Linked DNA regions of Mus musculus: all the other regions are linked to region 2. The links are chromatin contacts, called in public HiCAR-type and promoter capture Hi-C maps. All regions are on one chromosome and are shown on one strand. The core of a region is the stretch at or near the end of the contact, and the rest is flanking DNA. Distances in the headings are between cores, read along the strand shown.

Evidence for each region. Promoter capture Hi-C pulls out the DNA fragments that hold promoters and counts their contacts. HiCAR-type assays count read pairs that join an accessible place to other places.
Region 1: a HiCAR-type map of astrocytes shows a contact between it and region 2, with 5 times the contacts expected there. The contact joins the promoter of Ccni here to the promoter of Mrpl1 in region 2. A contact is called at or near these places in 9 of 39 promoter capture datasets (the 3T3-L1 cell line, 3T3-L1-derived adipocytes, the SN4741 cell line and 6 more) and 1 of 115 datasets of contacts at active chromatin or transcription factors (astrocytes).
Region 3: a contact with region 2 is called in a promoter capture Hi-C map of liver, with 3 times the contacts expected there. The contact joins the promoter of Sowahb here to the promoter of Mrpl1 in region 2. A contact is called at or near these places in 2 of 39 promoter capture datasets (frontonasal cranial neural crest and liver).

Annotation. Positions count from the first base shown.
Region 1 is chr5:93,204,937-93,209,199 of GRCm38.p6, reverse strand. Ccni (cyclin I) reads left to right here and starts at 2,705. Exons shown (of 7, transcript NM_017367.3): 1 at 2,705-3,286. 2010109A12Rik (RIKEN cDNA 2010109A12 gene) reads right to left here and starts at 2,682. Exons shown (of 3, transcript NM_029363.1): 1 at 2,477-2,682; 2 at 1,006-1,101. The coding sequence starts at 2,520.
Region 2 is chr5:96,208,366-96,212,112 of GRCm38.p6, reverse strand. Mrpl1 (mitochondrial ribosomal protein L1) reads right to left here and starts at 1,998. Exons shown (of 9, transcript NM_053158.3): 1 at 1,920-1,998. The coding sequence starts at 1,950.
Region 3 is chr5:93,043,697-93,047,534 of GRCm38.p6, reverse strand. It overlaps Sowahb (sosondowah ankyrin repeat domain family member B), which reads left to right and starts at 2,513. Exons shown (of 1, transcript NM_175270.4): 1 at 2,513-3,838. The coding sequence starts at 2,677.

The DNA.
Region 1 (4,263 bases), core at 1,456-3,955, 3.0 Mb after region 2:
CACCCGCATGGCAGCTCCCAACAGTGCATAAATACCAGGGATCCAAACACATGCAGGATGTCTAGACAACACATGCTGTAGAACAGAACACCCATTCACATAAAATAAAAGGTTAAATTTTTTTAAAATAGTGAAGAATATATTTTTCTTTAGACAACTGACACTGGTTTCTAGAAGACACACCATCACAGAAGGCCTATTTCAGGGAATGTCCCAAATACACAGGTCTACGGAGGAAGGAACTCACATGGCTTTGGGCTGGGGTGGGCACAGCACTGGCAGGTGATTCGGGAAGGATGCTAGGTTTATTTTCAAGGTGATGAAAATGTTCTGAAATGGATTGTGATGATGAGTGCTCAGCGAGGTGAACCACATGCTTTAAATGGATAGTTTACGTGTCAATAAAGCTGCTACTGGGAAAAATGGGAAAAGAGTCATCTAGTATCTCCATGCGTAACCTCCTTTGAGGTTATTTCTGCATCCAGCAGGACTTACATTCTTATGGCTTTTGATGACTATTTTGCCAAGTTGTTTGATATAAGAGTTAAGCCAATGAAACATAACCAGGAGTATTTAAGAGCTCTCACTTAATTATAAACTTTTTTTTTGAAGTTCATGAATGCTAGTGGCCATTTAATCCACGGTAAGATATGGAGATATACACGTAACACCAGGCAGCTGAGAAACCACTTTCTGTTGCTTTATCTTTTACCTCTTATGAACAATGCTTCTGTGACCATCCACATAGAACTTCTTTTTAAGAATGCATATTTTATTTTTAATTATGTGTATATATGTGCATGGGAGCTATGCACCTGCGTACTGCAGGTCCCGATGGAGTTCAGAAGAGGGGATCAGATGACTAGGAGTGAATCACTGTGAGCCACTGTAACTTGGGTCTTGTACTTGCCCTTAACTAATGAATCATCTATCCAGCTCCCATATATATGAATTCACACACACACACACATACACACGGCCACTACTGCTGTGCTACACTCTTACCCAGTCTTCCTTGAAGAAATGAGAGGCAGAAACGATTCCACGGTGTCACAATAGTTGTGCCACGATAAGTTATGCAGAAAGGCCATACTCTTGAGACTTTTATCCAGGAAAAAAAAATGTTGGTCATATTAAAAAAAAAAAAAAGAACGTGTAACAATACAGAAAAAGACTAGATGGGGGTGGGAAATGCAGGCACACGTAGAACCTACTTAAAACCCTCCAGTGCTTCCTGAGCCCCGCTGTGCCCTATAGAATCCTCTCTGACCTCAGCTTTCTGCCCCTTGAGTCTCAGAGGCAATGTAAGCTTCAGTGCTTTCCATATGTTGCTTCCTGTGCCTATATTTTTCTTTGCCCAGTGGTTTCAAGACTCATCTTAAATGTCACTTCCTCAGAGAAACCTTTACTGAGAGCCCAGAGCAGGTTAAAGGCGTTTCCACACTGGTCTGAAATTTTCCATCTTAATCCTTCTGCTACTGACACTTGTTTATGAGGTCAGAAATCAAATACTGAGAGCCTTTCACATACAGAAATGCAGTATAAAACAAACTATACAAGATCCAGGCCATCCATGAGTTCATATGGGGAGGGGATGGCTATAGAGTAAAACAGTCTTTTGGGTAATTTCATACAGTGATCAATGGGTATCTCTGTGCCTGAGTTGCAAACTCCTTGAAGACAGGAGCCTTTTGTTTTCAAGCTAATTCCAGTTCTGTAAAAACCTGATCGGGTTTTTTTTTTGTTTTTGTTTTTGTTTTTTTCCAGTGATGTAAAATGAATGCTTGACTAGGTAAATGGTTAAGTTCCAGGTCTCCCCTTCTTCCCAAAGCTATCTGCATTCTTTTCATAAGTAGAACCATTGTAAGATTTGCAAAATTTACCAACTGGAGTAAAAAGTACTCAAGTAAATAAAACACATTTAGTTCACATTCGTTAAGGACCTAGTTAGTGATAAACAGGACCCTGAAATACTAGACATACTGGCTCATGACTAGAATTCCATTGGCGCACAGCCAAGCCGTCAGTAGTCTAATCCACTGTTTTTACAAGTAGCCTTAAGCACGCAGGATATGATCCCCTTAATTTTCTTAATTCTAAAGTGCTTCAGTCTCCCATCACCCACAGGATGGTTAAAAAGATGCATGTCCTTACTCACTAATAGGAACGGGACAACATAATTTTGCGTAAGGTCAACAAAGAATGTGATCTTTACACAAAAGATCTCCATCCACGTCTAATAAATTCGTTCAGGAGGGCTAAGGACAAGTTGGGCTGGGAAACACTGGGAGACTCTAGGTTGGGCGCAGGCGCTCACCCAGAAACCCTTCCCTGAGGCTAGGCTCCTTTCTTTCCAGAGGCGCATGCGCAGCACACTCTCCGGCCACTGCACGCCTCCTCGGCTAACAAGCCTCTTACGTCACCGAACAGGCGGCGGGGGTTCTTCCGCGCGCCCGAGGAAAAAGAGTCCGCGCACCTTTCCTTCTCTTTGTGCACACAAAATGCACTTTCCCTTTTCATCCCAGTCCCAGCGCCTTCCCCAGGTCGTCTCCGGAAGCTCGTCTTTGTTCAAACTCTCCTGTGCGTCCATAAGACACGGAAGTTCGTCTTTGTTCAAACTCTCCTATGCGTCCGTGGGACACCGGAGGTGGCCAGGAAGAGACGAGAACACTGGCGTTGTTTACAGACACGCGCGGCCGAAATCAGTCCGCGAGGGCGGGGCTAGGCGGCCGGCGCTTTTTCGTACGCTCCTCCCTCCCCAGCCTTCCCCCGCGAGCGGACGCGCCAGCGCCTCTGTCTCGCTTTTTCTTATTTTCTCCCCCTTTCCCCTTCCTTTTCTTTTCTTTTTTCCCCTTCCCCCCTTCCACCATTTCCCCTCGGAGGCGTTTCCCTCGGGCAGGGGCAGAGCCGGCCTCACCCCGCGCCTCTCCCCGGCCCCCGCCGCCCTATGGCGAGAGGGCGCCCCCTCCTCACCCGGGCACCAGCGGCGGCGGTCGGAGGAGCGGGACCGGCGGCGGCGGCCTCGGGCCCAGGGTCATCATGGAACTAGTTCGCTGAGTGACCCCTCGGCCGCAGCCGTGCGTCCCGCCCGAGTACCCGCGCCCGCCGGCCCGGTTTGCCCTCTTCTCCCTCCTCAGACGGCCCGGCCCTGGTCCCGCGCGCCCCGCTGCCGCGCGCCGAGGATCATGAGGTGGTAACGGGCCCCCGGATGACCCCGCGTCACCACTGTGAGGCCTACAGCTCTGCCGGGGAGGAGGAGGAGGAGGAAGAGGAGGAGAAGAAGAAGGTGAGGGCGGGGGCGCGGCGCGGTCGCCGTGCGCGCCGCTGGAGTGGGAGCTCGCGGGGGCGCGCGCCGCTCCCCCGAGGACCGGTCCCCTCGGCGAACCTTTCCTGGGCACCTCGGGGACCCCCTCGCCGTCTCTGGCAGCGCTGCGTGGGTTTCCTTTGAGCCCGGCCTTTTTTTCTTTTTTTTTTTTTTTTTTGGTCCCCAAGTAACTTGTAGCCACAGCCCGTCACCGACTGGGGTGCCAGTTCCAGGCTCCGCGAGCCAGTGCTAATAAAGAAGGTGACACACCCCCACCCACAGAAGCCACCGATCCCTCGTGACCACCGAACATAATTTACCGGGCAGAGTATTGTGAATGTCAAGCCAATAGTTATCTTCCTCTGCCCTACCCCCCCCCCCCCCCGCCACCCACACACCGCGCGCGGGAGTGTAACGTCGTCTAGGGCTTGGGCCGGTGGAGGAAACTAGAGAGGTGAGGGAACTGAGTTGCATCATAAAGGACAGAAAAATGCCGAATTTTGCAAGAGCTAAATGCTCTCTGCAGAGTTAGCCTGCTCCACCGCAGGTCATTTAGGCAGAAGTTGAACATTGTGTAGTAAATTCGTGGAAAGTGTGAGGTAAATAGATCAACGAGGTAAATGGATCAACTGAAGGTCTTAGAATAGCAAAGTAAAATACTTACGTTTCACTTTGTCAGTGAAGAGCCATTGAGTGTTTGAACAGCAGCCTGGTAAACCTAGAAACTTTCTGGACAGCTAGGGATGGAGACATACACACACATACATATATGTATGTACCCTGTCTTAAAAGGGGTTAAAAAAAGGGTTAGGTTAAAAGCCAAGAGTATTTGTTTATTCTGGTCAAGTAATTCTTAAAAATTAAGAGTATTCAACCTACCTGTGTGTTTGTTCATCTTTTAAATGGATTTAGTAATTCCACCATCATAGGGTTAAACAAGGATTACTTAGAGTAATATG
Region 2 (3,747 bases), core at 749-3,248:
GGTAGGAGAGCAGGGCAGGTGAGGGGGGGTAATAGGGAACTTTCGGGATAGCATTTGAAATGCAAATAAAGAAAATATCTAATAAAAAAAAATAAAGTGACAAAAAAATCCAAAAAACAAACCTTCTGCTTATCAAATATACTTTTTAAAAATTAAGAATTGAGGCTGAGGAGACTATCAGCAAAGTGCTTGCCATGCAAGCATGAGGGCCTGCATTCACCCCACCACACATGTAAAAAACACTGAGCACAGTGACTCTTCCTCCAAATTCCAAAACCAGAAGGCTGATCGCTGTGACTCACTTGGCCAACCAGACGAGGCTAATCAACACACTCCAGGTCCTAGTGACAGACCCTGCTTCAAAAACAATGGGATGGAAAAGTTATGAGAAATATCACACTACATGCATCCACACACATGTACACACATACCTTCCCGCATGCACATACAGTGAAAAGATGAATCTAAAATGGGTAGAGTATATTTGCAACATGTTCACTGGACAAACGAGTTGTATCTTGAGTGTGAAAGAGCAACACAATTGAAAAGTAAACAAGAAGGATAAAAAGACTTCAAACTAGAAAGGAAATGCCAATAGTGTGAAAGCTGTCCACTGAGTAGTATTACCTTATTAGTAAGCAAGGATACATCAATTTAAAACACATTATAGAATTCCATATTAGCACTACTTAAAGAGTGCTCAGTAGACCTATTATAATCTGCAACCACAAAAAGGTTACACTAGCATGTGAAACAAAGCACTAAATTATACTGTTCAATGCAACAGGCAATACTTTTAATAATGGGCATGCTGGAGATGCCTGTCCCAACACATGGGAGCCTAACCCTGTCTCAAATTGTTTTTGTTTTTTAGCAAAACTTAATCAAGAAAGCAGTGTCTACTTTTATTGTGGAGATGCAGTTTGTAAACTGGATGGTCTAAGTACCATTGTTTTACAAGCACTGGAATAAGGAAGGTTATGAAGCTTATGTTCCTGGCCAGTGGGGAGACAAGACACAATAAATAGAGGAAGGAGAAGGGCTGCAAGGTCAAAGAAGAGGGGGAGTTGATTGCATTTTAAAAGTAAAGATCAATTTCATATGAGAGGTGACGGAGCTCTTACTGTGCAAGCATGAGGGGTGAAATTCAGATTCCTGGCAGCCACATAAAAGCTGGGTAAACACAGTGCAACACCTCCCACCTCCAGGGGCTTCACTGGAGACAGTGGGATCCGCAAGCTCCAGGTCCAGTGACAAACTCTGCCTCTGGAAACAGCCTGGATACTGGCTGGCAGAAGAGAGCCTCCATGGGCACACATACATATGCACTCACACACATGTGAACATGTATACATAGACCAAGTACACATACACATGAAAAAGATCTTATAGTGTATATGGCACTGTGAATTCCTATTAGCCATGTCTAACGTGCTCAGACATGGCTATACAAAACACTACAGAATTAGTCTCCAAATGATAAACACGATAGCCTCTGTAAATTTACTAACTGGAATCGCCTTTATTCATAAACACGCCAAGGTTCAGATATTTACAGATGTAAATCACTTCATATACCACCTTTCCCTTCAGGGCTCGCTTATCAAACTGAACACGCCCGCTATCCCACACACACAACAGAATCTTGCCTTGTACTCCTCACCCCTGACTATAAGTACTGCCAATGTATTTCCGCTCCCATTTCATCCTCAAAATGACCTGCTCCAAGAGAGAACCCTTGCGTTAAGTGTCGCTTTTAAGCACTGATGACCCTCTGGGCTGTGGAGCCCAGAAGATCACGGAAGCATTTCGAGGACCGAGAAGCTGACCGGTGCCTACGAGATTCTGCCATGGATTCCGCTGCAACAGGAAACTTGGCTCTAGATTTACTTTCCACGCAAGAACACTGCTCCTCTTACCTCTACGGAGGCACCTTACGGCCGCCGCCATGTTGACTGTTCCGGATTGTGCTGACGAAGTGGGTCCCGGGTTTCAACTGCACGGAAATGCGAAAAAGGGTTCCGCGCGGAAGCTGGCAAAGGGGGAAGGAGTTGGTAGGAGCAGAAGAGCAGGGCGGGGACGACCTGGCTTCAGTGCCCTCGTGGCGAGGTTCCTGTCGGTTCCCTGTCTGAGACTGCCTTTCGTGGCTCGGGTTCAAAGGTTTATCAACCTTCGGGGCGGGGGTGGGGAATGGCTTTGTTGAAAACTCTGTAATTAATTATTCATTCCTTCTTATTTTTAATTTTGGACCCTGCAGATGTACTCCGAACGGTCATTTAAATAGAGGGAACCTGGTTCTCTGACTAAAGTCTTGAGAAAGCTGAAGTGTCCCCAGCTTCCTTCGCTATACTCTTGGCCTTCTTAAGATTCGGTTTTTCTTTAAATGAATATTGCTAGGCGACCGTGCGCGGAGCTAGCGTGTGCGCGCCTCTGAGTTCAATCTTCTTCATAGCAAAGAGAAAACAGAATCCATCAAACTTCGCCTCCACCCAAGGCGGGCCAGGAGGTCCCACTCTCTCACCCCCTTCCACCCCCCTTTGAGCAAACCTTAATCTTTCATCCGTCTGCTTTTTGGTTTCCGGCTGCTGGCAAGCTGTGCTGATCAGACCTAAGGAGCAGTACACTGCTTGGAGTTTTCGAAACACGTCTAGGGTTTTGTTTTGGTTTTTGGAGTTTGTCTGTTTTTGTTTTTGTTCTACGTAGCCAATTAGAGACCAGTGCACAGGTTATTCTGACCCCTTCCTACCCCCTACCCCCCCCCCCCCCAAAAAAAAAACATCCGTTATGTCTCAGCTGCCCGTGTGGTTTCTCTAAACCAAGTCTGGTCAGGAATTAATTCATAAGAATAAACTCCTCCAGTAATTGGCCATTTCCAAAGGCTCACTTACGGGCCTCTGCCTACCTCCTCAACCAACAACCTTCCTAACACACATGCGAGTGTACACATAACACACACACACAAAGAGAGGGAGGGAGGGAGGGATGAAGGGAGGGCAGAAGACACATTTCTCACCTCTGTGACATTTTTCCTCTCTGGCTTTTGTTTGAATTATTATGCAACACATTAACAGTATTTTTTCCCCTTAAGATTTAAATTCAGACTCTGCTCATTGTTGGCAGTCTCCTTTCATACTTCCAGGACTGAATTATGGCCACTTCTTCCTGGTTTTATGTAATAAACAGAATTAGTAATTTTTTTATTTATTTGAAACAATTCTGAGACCTATTATTCTATATAATACAATTTACCAACCTAAGTGTACAATTTAGTGGGGGGTTGAGCACACAGAGCTGTGCAGCTGTCACAATGTATCTCCCCATCTCTTTGAGCTCTTTGTGGGCAGCAATCATGTCGTTCATTTTTGTAACCTCAGCACATACTACACACAGCGTCAGACCGGAAGGAAGGTCTGCAGTAAACGTTGAAAAAAAAAAAAAAATGAATCCATGCTTATATGAATTAGTGACTTGATAAGAATTTCAAGCCTGCAAAACTTGGCTTCCTGAAGCTACTCACAGAAGATGGACCTCATCAAAGCTGGAATTTTCCAGAAGCTTTATTTTTATATTTATACCTAGTAGCCATCTAAATGAATAAGATTGTTACTTATAGACTGTTCTTGTTAACATGTAAGCAGTTACTTCAAAAGCTCTGCGACTGTTTAAAAAAAAGTAAAGAAAACCTTAGAACTTGACTCTACTTTGATAACTTTGTTTCTGCTTGTCCTCTTTTCCTTCTATGCTCTT
Region 3 (3,838 bases), core at 1,264-3,763, 3.2 Mb after region 2:
CTCCTCACTCTGAGCTGAGCCTTAGCTCTTCCTTCATGCACCCGGGGACCCCAGCTCATGGTCTGTGCCATCCTAAAGTCCTAAGTTTATGTGTGATTCCTAAATCAAGTAGCATGCTAACCCATGCCATTTCTCTGGTCTTTTGTTACCAACAGAGTTCTCTAACAGACGTTCTTCTTTATATATACCTATTTCTAGCAATGCCCAGCAATGTAGCAAAAATAAATAAAAATAAAAAACCTTTGAAAATAATGAGCTAAATATGAGGGAAGCAAGAAGGTATCCCTTATATAAGATGTAGAACCTTCCACCTAACCATCCCCTTACCCTAGGACAAGCAAGAGGACACCAAACCACTTGGGTATCCACACATCAAAACAATTGTAGACCTAGTAATTCAACCCTTAATTGAAGGTGAATGGTGTCAAAACCTTTGGCATCGGTCCCTCCCCTTTCTCTCCTCTTAAAGTACAGCAAGTCACGGTCCCATTCTGCCTCTTGGTCACTTGTACAACTCAACATATGTACTTGTGCAAGGCACCAAAGAGGGATTCTCCTGACTTGCCCATCTGAGGTTTCCATTTGGACTCTGCCTCCCACACTTGTGAATCTCACTGAGAGACTCAACACCAGTAAATAAATACAAGCACGAGCTGAAGTTTCATATAAAAACATTTGTTTCAATAACTACTTTAAGGCGTCAAAGTTATATGGAGTGGGAACAGCTCCTCCATGCCAACCCACTACTAGGTTTCAATTCTAGAAACTGCCCCAAATAGACAGAAACAGTCCTTCTTTCTGACCTAGATAATTTAAAGCCAAGGAGTCCAAGTCCTTCATGGAAAAGTACCAGGGTTCTGTTGGGATTTAAATGAAACACTGCTGGTGTGGCCTATCTGACAGACTGTCAACTGATCAGTGGCAGTGACAGAGGGCTTGCCTAGCACAAATGAGTACCTGAGTTTGATCCCCCAATGCTGGGGTAGGGGGATGGAGGGTGACCATACCAAAACATTGTTGACAGTTGCAGGACCAACATACTCGAGATATTCTTAGTGAAAAATCTGGAACTGTAAAGTGAAGTAAAAGGAGAGGAGAAAATAGAGAATTTATCGCTAGAAACGTGGCAGTCATGGGAGGCTGCAGAGACACAGACATTTGGGGTGGCTGTTAGGGAAGGTGGGGAGGGAAGGCTGCAACGAGGCTGTGCAGAAGACAAAGGGGCTTGAGGCTACAAGAGATAGGTACTGTTGACAGTATGCAAATCAACTCAAGATAAAGAAGAAAGAGAGTCACCCAGACCAGACAGAAATGTAGGGCTTTATGGATGAAGTGTGCTGCTGTGGCTTAACTCTTCCCTCTTCAAAGGGGGCTAAAGAAAAACTTGAATCAGGGTGGACTCAGCAGCCCTTCAACAGACCAAGAGAGTCTAGCGTCCCCTTTCCTGGGGTGGAATCAAATCCTCGTCGCGATTTCAACATTTTAAATGTGTGGAGGAAAACTTGCATTCTCAAAGCAAAGACTTCACAAAGAAGTCAACATGAAACAGATGGAGCGAATCTCTTCTCTTCACAAATCTTAGACTAAATTAAAAAAAAATAACTCTGGGTATCAAATACCTTAGCTAAGGAGATAATTCCTCTGGATTTTGGCTTCCTAGGAAATGACCTCTCTGATAGCGAATCCTCCCCCAACACCTCTGGCACTGAGCATTGTAATATAAGACAATGATGCCGGAAAATGAAAGGCAAAACCCAACCTTCGTCTGTAGCTTTCAGAGTGATTTCGCTCTCAGTACAGACTTAGGCAGGTGTGTCTGAACTCCTTGAAGAGAATGTCCTGGGAGCCGCCTTCTCAGTATCTTGTTATCGACAAACTAAAAGAGATTTGGTTTGGATCTCGGTGGGTTTTTTTTTTCCGGATCCCGCCGGATTCTGCAATTGGGAACCCCGAGCCCCTCCCCAGACCGAGCTAATAAAGAGAAACAGCGGGGAGCCAATCTATTGGACCCTGACCCGTGAAGACTCTAGCTGTAACTCGTGCCGCGGGGAGAGAGGGACCTAGTCGACCTCCCTCTGCTTTAGTTTCTAGCCTGGCGGGCACTCTGAGGGACAGCCAGTCGCCTACCTGCCTGACATCTCCCAGGCCTCGGGGTAGCTGCGCGCCCGGGAGAGCTGTTCCCCTCCGGCTCAGTTCGCCCTCGGCCTCACCTCCCACGCTGCCCGCGACTGTGACCAGCCTGACTCACCCCGGACGGGTGGCGGGGGTTGGGGGATACTTCAGAAGGCGGAGGTACTGGAGGCGGGCTGAGCCCTTCCCCCAGAGCCCAGGAGGAGGCGTAGCCAGAGCGCAGGTGAAACCGACTCCGACCTATCCCGGGAACTTTCGCTGCGGGGACTCGCTGCGACAGGCCAGCGTCGTTCAGGGGCGGCCCAGGAGCCGCCCCCTGCCACCAGGGTTGCGCGCGGGGACTCTGCCTGGGCACCCGCCCCTAGGGACCCTCGGCCCTCCTGGAGCGCCCTGGGGATGCGGGCGGCGCCGGCCTCCGCGGCTGATGGAGGCGGGTGGCGCCACCCTGGGCGCAGGTGACACTCTCCAGGCCTGGGTTTCGGTCGAAGGGGAAGTGCGCTGGGAGCTCGAGACGCAGCCGCCCCAGGGACTAAGGACCCAGCAGCGATGGCCGGAGAGCTGAGCCAGGAGGCACTGCTGGACTTTCTGTGCCAGGCCGGGGGCCGAGTGCGTAACGCAGAGCTGCTGAGCCACTTCAAGAGCTTCCTGCGCGACCCTCACGTGTCTCCAGGCCAGCTGCAGGAGCGTCGCGAGCGCTTCAAGGGCTTCGTGAACTCGGTGGCCGCAGTGCGCCAGGACCCCGACGGCACCAAGTACGTGGTGCTCAAGAGGAGGTACAGGGACCTACTGGGGGAGGAGGGCCTGCAGCGACCGGGCCCTGTAGATGGAAAGCCGCGGGGCCACCGCCGCCGTGACCCGGAGCCGCAGAAGCCGCCGGCAGGTGCGGGGACCCAGGTGGACGTAGGTGGCAGCGCGCAGAAGGTGGCCGGGCCAGACCCCAGCCCGGAGGACAGCCCGAACCAGAGGACACCGGAGCCAGAGGCTGCTCAAGCCAGAGGCAGGTGTGCGGCTGTGGGGACGCGAGGACGCTGCTGCTGGGAGTGCCAGCAGAACGGCTGGGGACAGTCCACCGGACAGCCGCTGCCAGAAGATCTCGGAGACCCTGCAGTCGCCTGCGAGAAGCCGGAGCGCGCTGCACCTGCCCGGGATGACCTCGGAGCTCCGGGGTGGCTGAGGGAAGGAGAGGCCGCCGAGCACGCGCCTGGATCTGTACCGCCTGTCTGGCCTCCGACCGCCGTCGAGGCTGCTGGCAGCCCGACGTCCCCGCCTGCTCTCCCGCCCCACCCGGCGCCCTCCAGAGAGCCACTGGAGCTGTTTACCGCCGGCTCCCCGAACCATTCAACCCAGCAGCTGCAGCAACAGCACCAGCGCACTCAAGAGTGGGTAGCCAGATACCTGCAGGTGCCTGAGCCCGAGATCCAGGCGCCCACTCGCGCCTGGTCGGTGTTGCCAGACAACTTCCTCCAGCTACCTTCAGAAACCGCCTTTGGGGTCTCGGAGACCAGCTCGGCGCTGCCAGAGCCCGCTCTGTCTTTTCATTCTCTCCTTCCCGTGGTTCTCGATGAGTCCTCAGAATCCTGGCCAGGGAACGCTCCATCTACCGTCTTTCGAAGCATTCGTTGTCAGCTGTCCCTCCAGGATCTGAATGACTTTGTGGAGCAAGAGAGCCATGGAAGTGAGGAGAGCAGCAGTGGACCCAAAGAATCTC